2 separate regions of the Bicyclus anynana genome follow, and region 1 is linked to region 2. A link is a contact called in public Hi-C data. All regions are on one chromosome and are shown on one strand. Each heading gives the region's core, a stretch centred on a gene start, on an enhancer-like site or on the middle of the called end of the contact. The rest is flanking DNA. Distances are from core to core; before and after follow the strand shown. Region 1 holds the start of LOC112051097 (V-type proton ATPase subunit d). Region 2 holds the start of LOC112050051 (transmembrane 9 superfamily member 4).

Region 1 (7,276 bases), core at 1,090-3,589, 260 kb after region 2:
GAGAGCTCGTGATGTGCGAGAACAATTAGTGGGTCTTATGGAAAGAGTAGAAATTGAAATGGTATCAAGTATAGCAGATGACACAAATATCCGCAAAGCTATCACAGCAGGCTATTTTTATCACATCGCCAAATTCTCTAAAGGGGGACATTATAAAACTGTAAAACATAATCAAGTAAGTTCTTACATTTTAATTATATTAACAATATGCTGTACATTTTGCTGGAGAGTATTTCTTTTGTAAATAGATCTTGAAATACATCCCATAAAGGCATCCTTATAATTATGACGTGTTTTACGTATTTTAATACATGGATAGATAAAGGAGTACTTTGTATGAAAATGTAAAAAAAAATATTTTTTAGTTAAGAAATATTAGTTGTGCAATTTGGCTCCTTTATGTGGACTCGTCAACACCTTGAAGTTATGGGAAATACTCCAGAGCACCCTGTATAATAATAGCTGCTAAATGCTGGTATCTCAAGATCTTTTTGTTTGGAAGTACATGCAAGAGGCCTATGTCTAGCAGTGGATGTCCATCAGCTGCTAATGATGATGAACAGTATACATATATAATTCCAATGAAACAAATAAGCAGTAGTATATTTTAATGCCATAGTGTACACCTGGGGAAGTATTACTGGCAAGCAGCATCATTATGTAGGTGGAAGGTAACTGATGTTAATTTTCCTTACTTGTTCTGTGTTTATGCAATGGTAGGTGAGCAAGATGATAGATAAGGCTCACAGATACTTGCTGATGGATCAATAAAAAACCTTTTGTACATATAATATTGGCTTAATCTTAGCTGACTAATCATAGTCTCAAACAATAATTTGGCTGAGCAATCTCATTTGGAATATGCCCTATTATGGCATTTTACATAACACACAATTAACTCTGACCTGAGAGTGTTAAGTGTACTTAATTTGTTATGCTAAATAAAAGTGTTGATCAAATCAGCATATCAGGTGACCAGATAACTTAAAACCTCATTAGCTCTTTGGTTAACTGGGCTCAACGCTAAGATGGGTTGAGGTTGTGGGTTCAAGACCAACAACTATTGTTGTACCCACACAGTGTTGACCAAAGTCTATACAGCTGATTGCAGCACCAGCACTTAATACTATGTTAACACATATCTACTATATATTTTATAGTAAATATGACATATTTGTTTACAAGTAATTTAAAGATAAATATTTATTATCTTTTTAATTTCAGACTGTTATGATTCATCCAAACAGTGCCTTATTTGAAGAGTTACCTAGATGGGTAATCTACCATGAGCTTGTATTTACCTCCAAGGAGTTTATGAGACAAGTTACAGAAATAGAAAGCAAGTGGCTTCTAGAAGTGGCACCACATTACTACAAGGCTAAAGAACTAGAAGATTCAACTAATAAGAAAATGCCTAAAACTGTTGGGAAATCTAGTACTCAATAAAAGTTCAAGCATTTAAATTATTGTAATTTATTCATTGAAAATAAAAATAGTAACTAGTAACCTACAGTATGCACAGCCACTTTAAATTTATAGTCTACAACAAAATCAAAGTTCTATATTATTATTTATTTTACTAATTTTTAAAAATCTGTTACTCTTCCTTTTCTTTCCCAATCTCCATATCTTGTCGGCTCTAGTCCTCGGGGACCACCCACTTCTCCTGTGTTAGGATTTGTCTCATTAGGCCATGGTGGCAGTGGATCTTCCTTAGGTGGCCTCATTTCTGCTTGTTCACCCAAATCATTAATTGGTGTAGTTTCTCTTAATTTCTTTTTAAACTCCGTCATTCTTTTGGATTCGCCTTTCAGTGGTACTTCTTCAGCCTCGGTAGTCGATTTTTGTGAGTATTTATTTGTATCCAACCTATTAGCAAATGTTACTGAAATGAAATATAATTTCAAATACAAATTACTCTCCACGTAATCACCATTTCATGAAAATTATACATCTACGGTTGGACTTGGGCATTGAATGGTTTACTATTAAATAATACACCTGGTAATTTAAAAATTGCATATTCGAAATGATATCCATGTTGTTGTTTTTACCTCGGAAGTGTAATAGCTTTAAAGTATTTTTTATTCTCATTTGCAACATTTTATCATTCGAATTCAAACGTATCTTTTCTCAATTTTAAAATAATAATTAAAAAATAATTACAATCACACACAAACCGAATCCAAAAACCAAAAACCCAAACAAATTACAAAACCATAGAGATAGACACACAGATTAATAGAGCAGAGAGCTGCGAAATATTTAGTATGTCAGCCTTTGTCAAAGGTTCCAGCAGTAGCAACACTATTTAATGGAATGTCATTCTTGTCTATGAAAGTATCATATGATCAATGAACTCTATGATCTATTGATTCCATCTTAGTATTCCATTCTTTTGATTGTTGTAGAAAAATTAGTTATTAGATTAAATTCTTACCTAAATAGAGGTTTACAAAAATGAAAGGGTGCATTTTTAATATTGATGCTGGGTACTTAGAGGGGTTGTGCCGTGGATTTAAGTGTGGTATCCTGAAACAGTCGGACTACTTGAATTTAGTACAATGCGAAACTTTAGAAGGTAACTCGTCGTAATTTTTATTTCCAAAGCATAATTTTTAATGATCAATCCTCTCACCAGGTACAAAAAGCGTTTCTAAATGACCTTGACCACTGGAGGCTGGTGAAGTGGTTATTTGGAACATCAACCACCGCCCAGCTCACTTTTTATATTTTCATTTTCAGATTTGAAACTGCACTTACAAGGAACAGACTACGGCACTTTTCTTGCAAATGAACCCAGCCCTCTCTCTGTGTCGACTATTGATGATAAACTACGGGAAAAGTTGGTCATTGAGTTCCAACATCTGAGGAATCACTCGGTAGAACCAATGTCAACATTCTTGGATTTCATCACATACAGCTACATGATTGATAACATCATCCTTTTGATTACTGGGACCCTTCACCAGAGGCCCATTTCAGAGCTTATCCCCAAGTGTCATCCACTGGGCTCTTTTGAACAGATGGAAGCCATACACGTGGCTGCTACTCCGGCTGAGCTATACAATGCTGTGCTAGTTGACACTCCACTGGCACCATTTTTCGTTGATTGTATCAGTGAACAAGATTTGGATGAAATGAATATTGAGATCATTCGTAACACCCTGTACAAGGCTTACTTGGAAGCTTTTTATGAATTTTGCAAGCTGATTGGGGGAACAACAGCAGATGTTATGTGTGAAATTCTAGCTGTAAGTTTTTGAAGTTTATCAGTAATTTTTATTTTAAACTAAACATGCAATACTATTTTGAGAGTTATGTTTTTTTCAGTTTGAAGCTGATCGCCGTGCTATCATTATTACTATCAACTCTTTTGGCACTGAGCTGTCAAAGGATGATCGTGCCAAGCTATACCCTCGCTGTGGCAAATTGAATCCCGACGGATTGGCAGCACTAGCACGTGCTGATGACTATGAGCAGGTGAAGGCAGTGGCTGAATATTATGCCGAATATGCTGCACTGTTTGAAGGTGCTGGCAACAATGTTGGCGACAAAACTCTCGAGGACAAATTCTTTGAACATGAGGTATGATATAATTTAAAATAACTGAAATTGTCAATGTAATGATAAAAACAGTAAAGGTACATTTATAAATAAAACTGTGTTAATTTGATTTTTTTCCCTATAGGTGACCCTGAATGTCAATGCATTTCTACAACAGTTTCATTTTGGAGTATTCTATTCATATCTCAAGCTGAAGGAACAGGAATGTCGGAACATCGTGTGGATCAGTGAGTGTGTCGCTCAGAAACACCGAGCCAAGATTGACAACTACATTCCCATATTCTAAAGAATTCTAACATGAAGAATTACCTTATTTGCAGTGTAAATAATTTATATATTACTAAGAATTATCAAAAATTTGTTCATTCATATATTACTGTAGCAATTGAATAACCTCTTAATATATAAAAATTCTTTTAATATCTTATTTATAAATTATTGTTGCTGTGTCTATAGCAAGTATTTAATTAAAATATGAAATGAGTATGGGTAATAACATTAAAGCTTCTTCATATTATATTTATTGTAATTTAAGCATGTTAAAAATTAACTGTTAAAATTCACATATAAAAGAATTAGACATTCCGTGTTGAAGAATAAAGTTATTTTTGACTCATCAGTATTCAATATAATGATTACAAGCTACGTTCATAAATCAATTTTCTTATGACTAACAAAGTTTTATAAAAAAAATTTGTGCTATTTATGTAAATACCTTTCATATTTAGAATTAAGCACAAAATTTATCAGCAAAACTAGGTAAATGTTGATTCCATGTTTTAAAAAAATATAGCTACATTTATGTTGTTTAATGATTGTTCATAATATATCATTCAAAGTTTATATAATAATGAATGACATTAGATTTATGTACATGAAAATTTAGGAATGAACTGTTTATTTGTGGGATGTCACAATCATTGTAGAATGTGTACACTATGTTTAGAAGCTTGATTAAATAAAAACAGTTACATTTCAAATCTTGTTTTAATTACTATCCTTATACTCTAATTTCAATTTGTTCTTGTGCCATTTTTGCTTTGCAAACAATCTGTTCTTTAACAATATCTGTTAAAGGTCCTTCATAGTTCAAATACTGAATTTTGGATTTAGATAATAAATAACAATGTTCTTTCCAAAAAGAATCTTTCAACATATCACTGTGGACATCCACAATAACAGAAATGTTTTTGTTTGAAGCTTCATTGGATAAAGTTTTCCTTATCAGTAATGTTCCCCTCTTGAACATCTCTGGTTCATTGTTATAGTTTATATTAAATTCTTTGAATAATATTTCATTTTTGTCTGCAGACACTGTGCCACTCAATCGTTTTTCAGCCTGAAACGATAATGTAGATTAATGTAAAAAACTAATGTAACTTATTACTGGTAAAAAAAGGTTAAAATGGGTCTGGACCAGTATTAACTGAAAAATACTGGCATTTTTGGAGCCTATTTGCAACAAACAAACAAATATTTTTTCTTTATAATATTTATGTAAATGGATGGATATGGAAAGACAGTTGTAAGACCTGTTGTGCTGAATGGATCAGAATGTTGGGCGGTGAAAGGGACATATAGTAAAATAATGCATGTGAACGAAATGTGTATGTTGAGATGGATGTATGGTGTGACAAGTATAGATAAAATAAGGAATGAGTATATAAGAGGAAGTCTAAAGGTGGCGCCAGTGACGGAAAAATTGAGGAGTAGAAGGTTAGCTTATATATTACTAGAAACATGTTGAATGTGCAAGTGGAAGAACATAAGAGGAGAGGAAGGCCAAATAAGAGATGGTTGGATTGTGTGAAAGAGGACATATGTTTAAAAGGAGTGGATGGTGAGTTGACGAGTAATAGAGACAAATGGAAAAGATTGGCATTTTTCCGACCCCACTTAAGTGGGATAAGGGTAAGGAGATGATGATGATGATGATGGATGGATATAGAAAGATGAAGTTATGCAAAGTAGGTACAGTGAGTGACCAGGCTGAAATAATGATAATACAAAGTCTTTCTAAGGTTACAGTCACTGGGCTGTTAGGACCCAACAAGTAAGACCAAGAATAAAATCAACTTGGTTTATCTTTTTAATAAAGTATATATCAATATAGAATCATTGATTGATTTCAATCAATGATTCCATATTGATATATACTATATATAGACTATAGAGAAATAGCTGAAATGAACCCTAATTTTCTTTATAGTCTATAACATCAAAATATGTTGACACTTCTATCTCACAAGATTCAGCAGCCTCACAGCCATTATCAGCCGTCAGTTGATGTGTGTCAGAAATTGGAACCTTTGTCCGACCTTTCACAAAATCACAGCTCACAAAAGTGTGAATGAAAGAGCAAAAACAAAGAGAGCGCACAAACGTCAGACGTGTTACTAAAAAAGCAAATGGCTGTGACTCAGAAAAATAATTTCAATAAGTACCTGAGCAGGACTGAGACTTCCCTGTAAAACAAGAGTCCAAAATGTTGTATTATAAAGATTATTAATATGCACATCTGCTTGTCTCCACTTAAGGTAATCTATAAGATTCTCTTCAGATGGGTACAAAACTATACGACCATCAAATACTGGTGGATACTTTAATTCGTCATTAAAAAACTTATTCCAATAAAAAACATATGATGAAGTAAATTTGCTGTTAATAGTAGTCAGAAGCTTTGCTGCTCGCCTTTTATATAATGTTGAATTCTTTTTAAATATAAATGAGTATTCATCGCTCTGTCCATATGCCATCAACAAATCATTGAATTCACTTAACACAGTATAAGCTGAATAGTTCATTAATTGTAATCCTCTTGAATCATTAGGTTTTTCAAAATTATGATCTTCAGAAAACTTGTGAAAGCATTTACCATCTAATCTGACCACAATCCATGAATTTGGTAACAGAGTGTCATCCTGCTCAAAATTTTTAACATATTCAAATGAACTTTTTGCCATTTTAAATAATTTAGAATATTTATTTTTTACCAAGAGTGAACTTATTAGGCTACCTCTATACAACATGTGAAAACTGATTTTTTTTCTTGTCGCAATGCAAACATACTACGTAATACGAGTATAGTAGTAACTATAGTGTATAACTTAAATTGATTTAATCAGGACGTGTATTAAGTAATGAAAAATCACAAAACGAAAATGAAATTAAAAATTTTTGTGCTTTCACAAAATCACAATTTACAATATTAAAAAATGACATTGACATTTAAAGATCATTGACCTCACGTGATGTCATCATCTCGGATGTCGTTGCTTAGGATGAAGGAAAACTATGGAATGGACCTTTATTAAACCTATGTTCTGTGGTATACATAAAATTGAGCTTGAACTTAGACCATTAATAAGAATGGACTTGTTTCGCACCCAAATTCACCAACAAAAAAGTCTGTCGTTTTTTGAGGGGGACGAGTTAAATAGTCAGTGTATGACAGACTTTCTTAAAAATGTTTAACCCTTTAAACCTTATAAACCCGGAACCCCATTTTGAATTTTAACTATATTTAACTGTAACTCTAAAAATGCACAACTTTCCTTACAAACTTTCAACCCTATTTCACCCCCTTCTCTTTTTATGTTAGGGATAAAAAATTGCTTATGTTCTGCTCCGAGGTCCCATTGATGGGAATACATTTTGGTATCATGATACCAAAATTCATCTTGGTACAGCAGTTTAGCCGTGAAAAGGT
Region 2 (6,301 bases), core at 1,771-4,270:
TACTGGCCTATCATAGCTCTAAATTTACTTATACTCACATCATTTTGCTATGAAACTAGTACCATGAAAGTAGACTGTTTGCACTTTTCAGATAATTTTTGAAATCATAAACTTAACTTTTAAAATTAACTTTTTTTTTTAAATATAGTATTAGTATAGAGGGGTCAACAAAATAAGACTATGAAAAATTTCATAATATGAAAAAAAGTTAAATAGTTTTTACCCAGTCCATCACTAACTACCAAAATCTATAAAACTAAAAAAAAAAAAAAAAAATTGATCTACATAGAATAAATAATTGTAAATTCAAATGACATGCCACCCTGTGACTGTACTGCAGAATAGAGGACTCTTAAAGGTCCTGTTAAAAATAACAAAATTTAATAATAAAATAGTAACAACCTGATTTTTTGCTAAAATTCTCATATACAAAAATACAACTTAATTACCAATATTGTCAGCAAATTATGGTAAGTTGCAGACATACAATGGCGTAAGTAATATTACATTATTATTTCTTTAGGAGATACAACTTGAAATGCCCTACTTTATGGGCATCTTTAGTAATATTAGTTTTCAACACAAAATTAATTCAATCCACTTACCAATAGTTATCAGAGACATAAGGAAAATTTGAATGCCACTCCCTATAACAGCAGCAAACAGCATTCGCTTTGGTGGGGGCCTAAAAACATCACCATGTACTAGTTTCCAGCCTGTTTCTTCAATCATATCTTCAATATTTTCATCTGAATTATATCTAGCAATGTCTCTTCTAAGTGTACGGACCATGATCATAGTTAGAATGCCTGGAAACAATGTATTAGTTTATATTGTATGTTTTAATTTTAAACCAAACAATGAAATAGTAAAATTTTAGTAGTTTTATCATGCCGCCATTCAAGAAAAGAAAATAATATTCACTTCTTAGCAGCGGTGAAGAGTCTATACAAATTGATTCCTGTCGGGTTACCATTTAAAAATCCATACATATTCATTATTGTATACAGTAGGTATGAATATGAGAAATCCTGACATGCAGTATGAATTTTGTTTTCTTCAGGTTACCCACAACTATATTCCAAACTTTTCCACTGCTTCTTAGTGTCTTGCAGTTGCAAAGTGCACCATTAATTTTATTGCTGTTATGATTAGAAGCCTTGCCTTGCATTTTCACTCATGTTTTTTTAGGAAACCAGCACAAAGAATACCAAAACAATTGTAAAGAGAGTAGTATAACAAATACAAACCTGATAGAAAGAAAAGTACAACTATTGAGTTAACAATAGAGAACCAGTGTATTTGTACATCTTTCATGCCCAAATAAATATCCCATCTGGACGCCCATTCAATGTCCGACTCCCCCCACTCAACAGAATATGTAAAGTATAACTTTGTTCCTGTGTCTTCATTAACAAGCTGTGGCCTCGATTCTGTTGGAAAGCTGCATGAATCATCAGCAAATGTCAATTCATTTTTGTCTACTGAATATGTCTCCACTTCAAAGCCAACAACTCTATATGAATCTCTGTAAAATACAAATGATTCTTTAAATTTTTGCCTAGTCTAGGAGCAGTCATAATATAGACAGTATAGTATACACATTATGTTAAAATTACAAAATTTAATTTAATTTTTTTTATAATTTTTCAATAGTGTTTTATGTTATATTTAACATTGTTAAAAATGTAAAGAATAAAAGATAATGAATTAAATGAGAGAAAAACGAATAAAAACACAACACAGATCTGCAGCATTATGTGACAAATAAAAACCTTGTCAAGAAACTGTTGGAACAACATCCCCCACCTATTCAGGGGGTAAATTAGGGCATCAAGCCCTAATTTACCAGCATTGTGGGTATTGATGTACTCACAACCACATTATATAAATCAGATCCATTTTATTGCCACAACAAAATTACAAAGGTAAACATTAAATAATATTAAGAATTAATGTATATTTTAAGTTATTCTGTAGTTTTCTGTTGTGCTAACAAATATTTTTTTCTATTGTATTATATATTTTTTTGTATATGCAATAATAATTAATACTCTTAATAGGTATTTATTGGATTATAAAATAATAAATTATGAAGGTTTTATAATAAAAAGTGAATACTTACTGGCTATGTTTGTGATATTTAAGTAGTAACTTTAAGTGATTATTTATATATGCTTTGCCCTTAGACATGAATCCTAGACGGTAACCTTGTTCAATACTGTGTTCTGAAGTATCTGTGTTTACAATTTTAGTTGCCACAGGTAAGTTATCCACTAACCTGAAATTAAAAGTACACATTCATACACACAATACACTGGATAATGCATTATCACCAGCAAAATATATATTTAGGAAAAGTTAATGAGTATTTCAAAATGGTTATAAAACTTACAAATGGACAAAGTATTCATGTTCAATGCGACTTGCAACTTTATCAGATTCATCTGGGTTCCAATTCATTGGGTTATTTTGTTTATGGCACAAGAGTTTGCATTTAATGTTTTCAGCCATATGTATCTCATATGGAGTGTTTACAATGCGATCACCTCGTAATACTTCGCCCAAATTCTCAGATTTGTACTGGAAGGTTCCATTCTTTGGTATACAGAGTGGTAATGAGTAATATTCGTACGGCAGCTGCGTATGTATACTCGTCATTTTAACAGCTCTAACTTCAATTCTTTGCCCTTTTCTATACTCAACCGGCGCAACACCAGGTACGTAGAAACCATAGCTGCAGATGATTAAATTCACTATAAAGAATATTGATTGAATCTGAAAAGAAAACTGAAGAAGTATATAATTAGCAGTTAACTCCCTTGGGTAGCCAATAAAAGAATTTATACTGTTATATACTTACTGAAAACATATTTGACTAGTCCTTTATATAAAATCAAACAAAAAATAGGCAAACATAGTAATATGTTTGCTAAAGCAGAATTTTAAAATGGTAAATGGCAGAGAACAGTAGATTTTAATTTTATTGACACCAATTGACAGTTTGACACTTGATTGACTTGACAATGACATGAACTCAGAACTGTAGCACAGATAGACTTTTGCGGTTTTAAATTCTTACTCTTTTGGGCGTGGAGGGATAATTCTTTTTCTTAGCTTTTGGGTATCTATCTACACAGCAGCATGTGCCTAGGCTACATTCTACTTATCGACCCAAACGATCACGCTCACAACTACAGATTTTTCCGTTTCACTTGCTTGCGAGCGTTGCAATCATAAACTTGACAATTACATGGTATACATCAAATGGTAAGTGGTATTTTCTAATGTTTAATCGAGTTTATAAAATGAAAGTTTTTTAAAAAATGGCTTCAAAAAAGAAATCCTTTTTGACATTGCTGTTTGGTATTATTTACACCAACGATCAAAACGCTCCATGATATCGATTCCATATGAATTCATGATTGCAAAGCTCGCGTAGCAATAGGTTGCTAGATCCAAAAAAAAGTGTAGTCGTGAGCGTTATCGTTGTCATCGTTTGTGGAAAGTACGCACAGAACATTATTAGTCCTAAAAGTACGCGTAAGTAAGTAATGAAAAATATGCCATTGCAGTGTTCACTGTTCTGTGCCCATTTACTTAATGTACTCTTTGGTTAAATTGTGTTTTTTTGCTCTATGTATCTAAGGGCATAGGTGTGAAATAAGTTCCTGTAATAGGCCACTCGCCTGCTGTATAAAACTAAGAACATTTTTTGCTTATAGGCAGTTTAAATGCTTCGAAACTCTAATCTAATCTCGTAATTGCAATATTTTTCTAAAACAAAATTGTAATTTCATCACGTCACCGCAAACGACAATCACAAACTCTGACGTCATTCGCTAAAAGGCATTGGTTTGTGAACGCCAATCACGCTGTTATCTCTATGAATGATGTCACTTGCTAATGTGTTGTGTTTCGGCGGCAAATATTTTACGTAGATATTTTTCCATTTATATTAAATTTTTTACTGGTTATTATTGACGGGACAAAATAAATTAAAGCTTATACTTCCATAGTTCAGTTCAGTATAAACACTGTTTACAAAAGAGGCAAGTAGCCTATATGGATCTGTGGCTCTGCTGTGCTGATGCTCTATAGTCTATGGTTTCATTTGTTTGTAATCTTTCTGTCTTCATCACAGAACACTAATACTCCGCTCCGTCATCTGTGAAATATGTTCTCCTTGACTTCCTTGTGTTGTGTTACAGTCTGTGTGATCTGTGGTTTCATCCCGTTTTCCAGTCTTTCGGTGTTTTGTTTTATTTTTTGCAAGAATGATTTTACTTTATTGAACTATTTCTCCAGGCATTCGTATGTGGAATGTTACTAAGCGATCACACAATTCGAGATTGAAATATTTTTTCTATATTCATAAGTAAACAAAATATTGAGGTTATTTAACTTTCAAGTTGCTTTAATTTATCAACATGGTTCAGGTATGTCTATATTTATTTTCCATTTTATGACAGTAAATAGTAAATTCTTTTAATTTAAATCGCGGTAAAAGTTTTATTTTCAACGCATATACCATGTCTTATGTTACTCCTTTGAATTATTATTTAATCAATTTAAAATTAATTATTAACTATATAACCACATTAACCAGCCAGTTTATTAGTCATATATTGTTTGGTTTACTCTAAGTATGCAGTTTTATAATTGACATAACAGCTGGCCTTTTCTAGTTATCTTATTTACTTGACTACAGAACCATTTCTATAGAAACACAAGTAACATTGTTAATCCCAGTTCTTGATACATAAATATAATCTGCTATCATATGAGTCTAAAACTCTAAAACAATCTTAAATCACCCTACTAATGTTCAAGTTTCAAGTAGAAGTTGGTTAATAACTTAGTTGGTTAATTACTTAAGAGTTAATTCAAACAGAAAATATTTTATTTTATGATTTGTAATACAGTTATTTATATTTCTTTAGGCTACAGATGAGATGGAACAACCTGATTTGCCACAAGCAGTAAAACTGCTCAAAGAAATGAATACAAATATTCAACAAGTTTCACAACTAGTGGATAATATGTTGGTGCGTGTGAAAAGTGGAGAAATTTCTACAGATAAGGGTTTAAGTTTTCTAGAAATGAAATATCAAATGCTTCTGAGTTATTTAATAAATTTAACTTACATAGTGTTAAGAAAATGTTCTGGTGAAAAAATAGAGTCTGACCCTTCAATAGACAGACTTGTTGAAATCAGAACCGTGCTTGAAAAAATTCGTCCAATAGATTCTAAACTCAAATATCAGATAGATAAACTTGTTAAAACCGCAGTAGTTGGTACAGCAGAAGATGACCCGCAATCATATCATGCTAATCCTGGTAACTTAGTAAGTAAAATACAAAACAGTGGAGAAGAGAGTAGCAGTGAATCTGACAGTAACGATACGAAAGATAAGACTAGCAAATCAAACATATACGTACCCCCTAAACTAGCAGCTGTACATTACGATGACAGTATATCACGCAGTGAAAGTGAAAAGAAAAATAAAGAGCGAGCGAAAAAACAATTTCTTAATTCTAGTGTATTAAGGGAACTTCGTGATGAGTATTCAGAGGCACCGCTAGAAATGAGCTCAGGAAATCATGTCAAACATTCCATATCAAAATATGAGCAAGAAAAGACAGAGTATGAAGAAAACTATCTAACTCGCTTACCAGTCACAAAAGCTGAAAAAAATCGAAGGAGAAAATTAACAACAGTAGGTATGCTTGCTGATGAAGTAACAGGGACTCGTAGCGCTGCACGGAAACACAAGATTAAATCCAAAAAAGGTAAGGGGTTCAAAAGGAGACGTACACATTGATTGTATTAATTACTTTGGTTTGATTTTACTTACATGTTTTTAAAATCAAGTGTAGTCACATGAAAATACATTTTTAGAAGTGCCTCATTTGTCTTTTTAATGAAAGAAATAATTGTTAAAGCTTATTTTTGCCTAAATAATAAAAAAAATATGAGCTACTTTTATAATATTCATAAGTAATCCTCATAGTTATAAACTTATCAAAATTAGGGCACCCTTATAAGCATTATGTTGATTTTGGGATGATGTTATTTTTGTAATGAAAATTAAAACTAATTACAAATGTCAAGACAATAAATCCAGAATCAGTGCATAGTTTTAGTTACTATTAAAAAACTGTTACATATTAATAGGCCTTTGATGTTTACTTAAAATAGGTAGAAACCTATACTTTTGATTATATTATAATGTTCTCACATTTCACTGCATGTTTCTCTAATAATAATAATTAATTATCAATTACAAAAATTAATTAT

Evidence for each region. A called contact is a pair of places that touch in the nucleus more often than the background predicts.
Region 1: a contact with region 2 is called in a Hi-C map of whole larva, with 6 times the contacts expected there. The contact joins the promoter of LOC112051097 here to the promoter of LOC112050051 in region 2. A contact is called at or near these places in 2 of 2 Hi-C or Micro-C datasets (whole body and whole larva).

The regions. Positions count from the first base shown.
Region 1 is chr3:7,721,532-7,728,807 of ilBicAnyn1.1, forward strand. It overlaps LOC112051097 (V-type proton ATPase subunit d), which reads left to right and starts at 2,340. Exons shown (of 4, transcript XM_024089578.2): 1 at 2,340-2,581; 2 at 2,746-3,254; 3 at 3,334-3,588; 4 at 3,692-4,547. The coding sequence starts at 2,461. The coding sequence ends at 3,853. It overlaps LOC112051095 (pre-mRNA-splicing factor ATP-dependent RNA helicase DHX16), which reads left to right. Exons shown (of 5, transcript XM_024089576.2): 4 at 1-175; 5 at 1,225-1,463. The coding sequence ends at 1,446. LOC112051098 (probable tRNA(His) guanylyltransferase) reads right to left here and starts at 6,824. Exons shown (of 2, transcript XM_024089580.2): 1 at 6,012-6,824; 2 at 4,536-4,906. The coding sequence starts at 6,596. The coding sequence ends at 4,568.
Region 2 is chr3:7,464,785-7,471,085 of ilBicAnyn1.1, forward strand. It overlaps LOC112050051 (transmembrane 9 superfamily member 4), which reads right to left and starts at 3,021. Exons shown (of 9, transcript XM_024088176.2): 1 at 2,864-3,021; 2 at 2,396-2,790; 3 at 2,126-2,281; 4 at 1,251-1,528; 5 at 606-809. The coding sequence starts at 2,872. It overlaps LOC112050058 (neuroguidin), which reads left to right and starts at 4,195. Exons shown (of 2, transcript XM_024088186.2): 1 at 4,195-4,439; 2 at 4,944-6,301. The coding sequence starts at 4,431. The coding sequence ends at 5,825.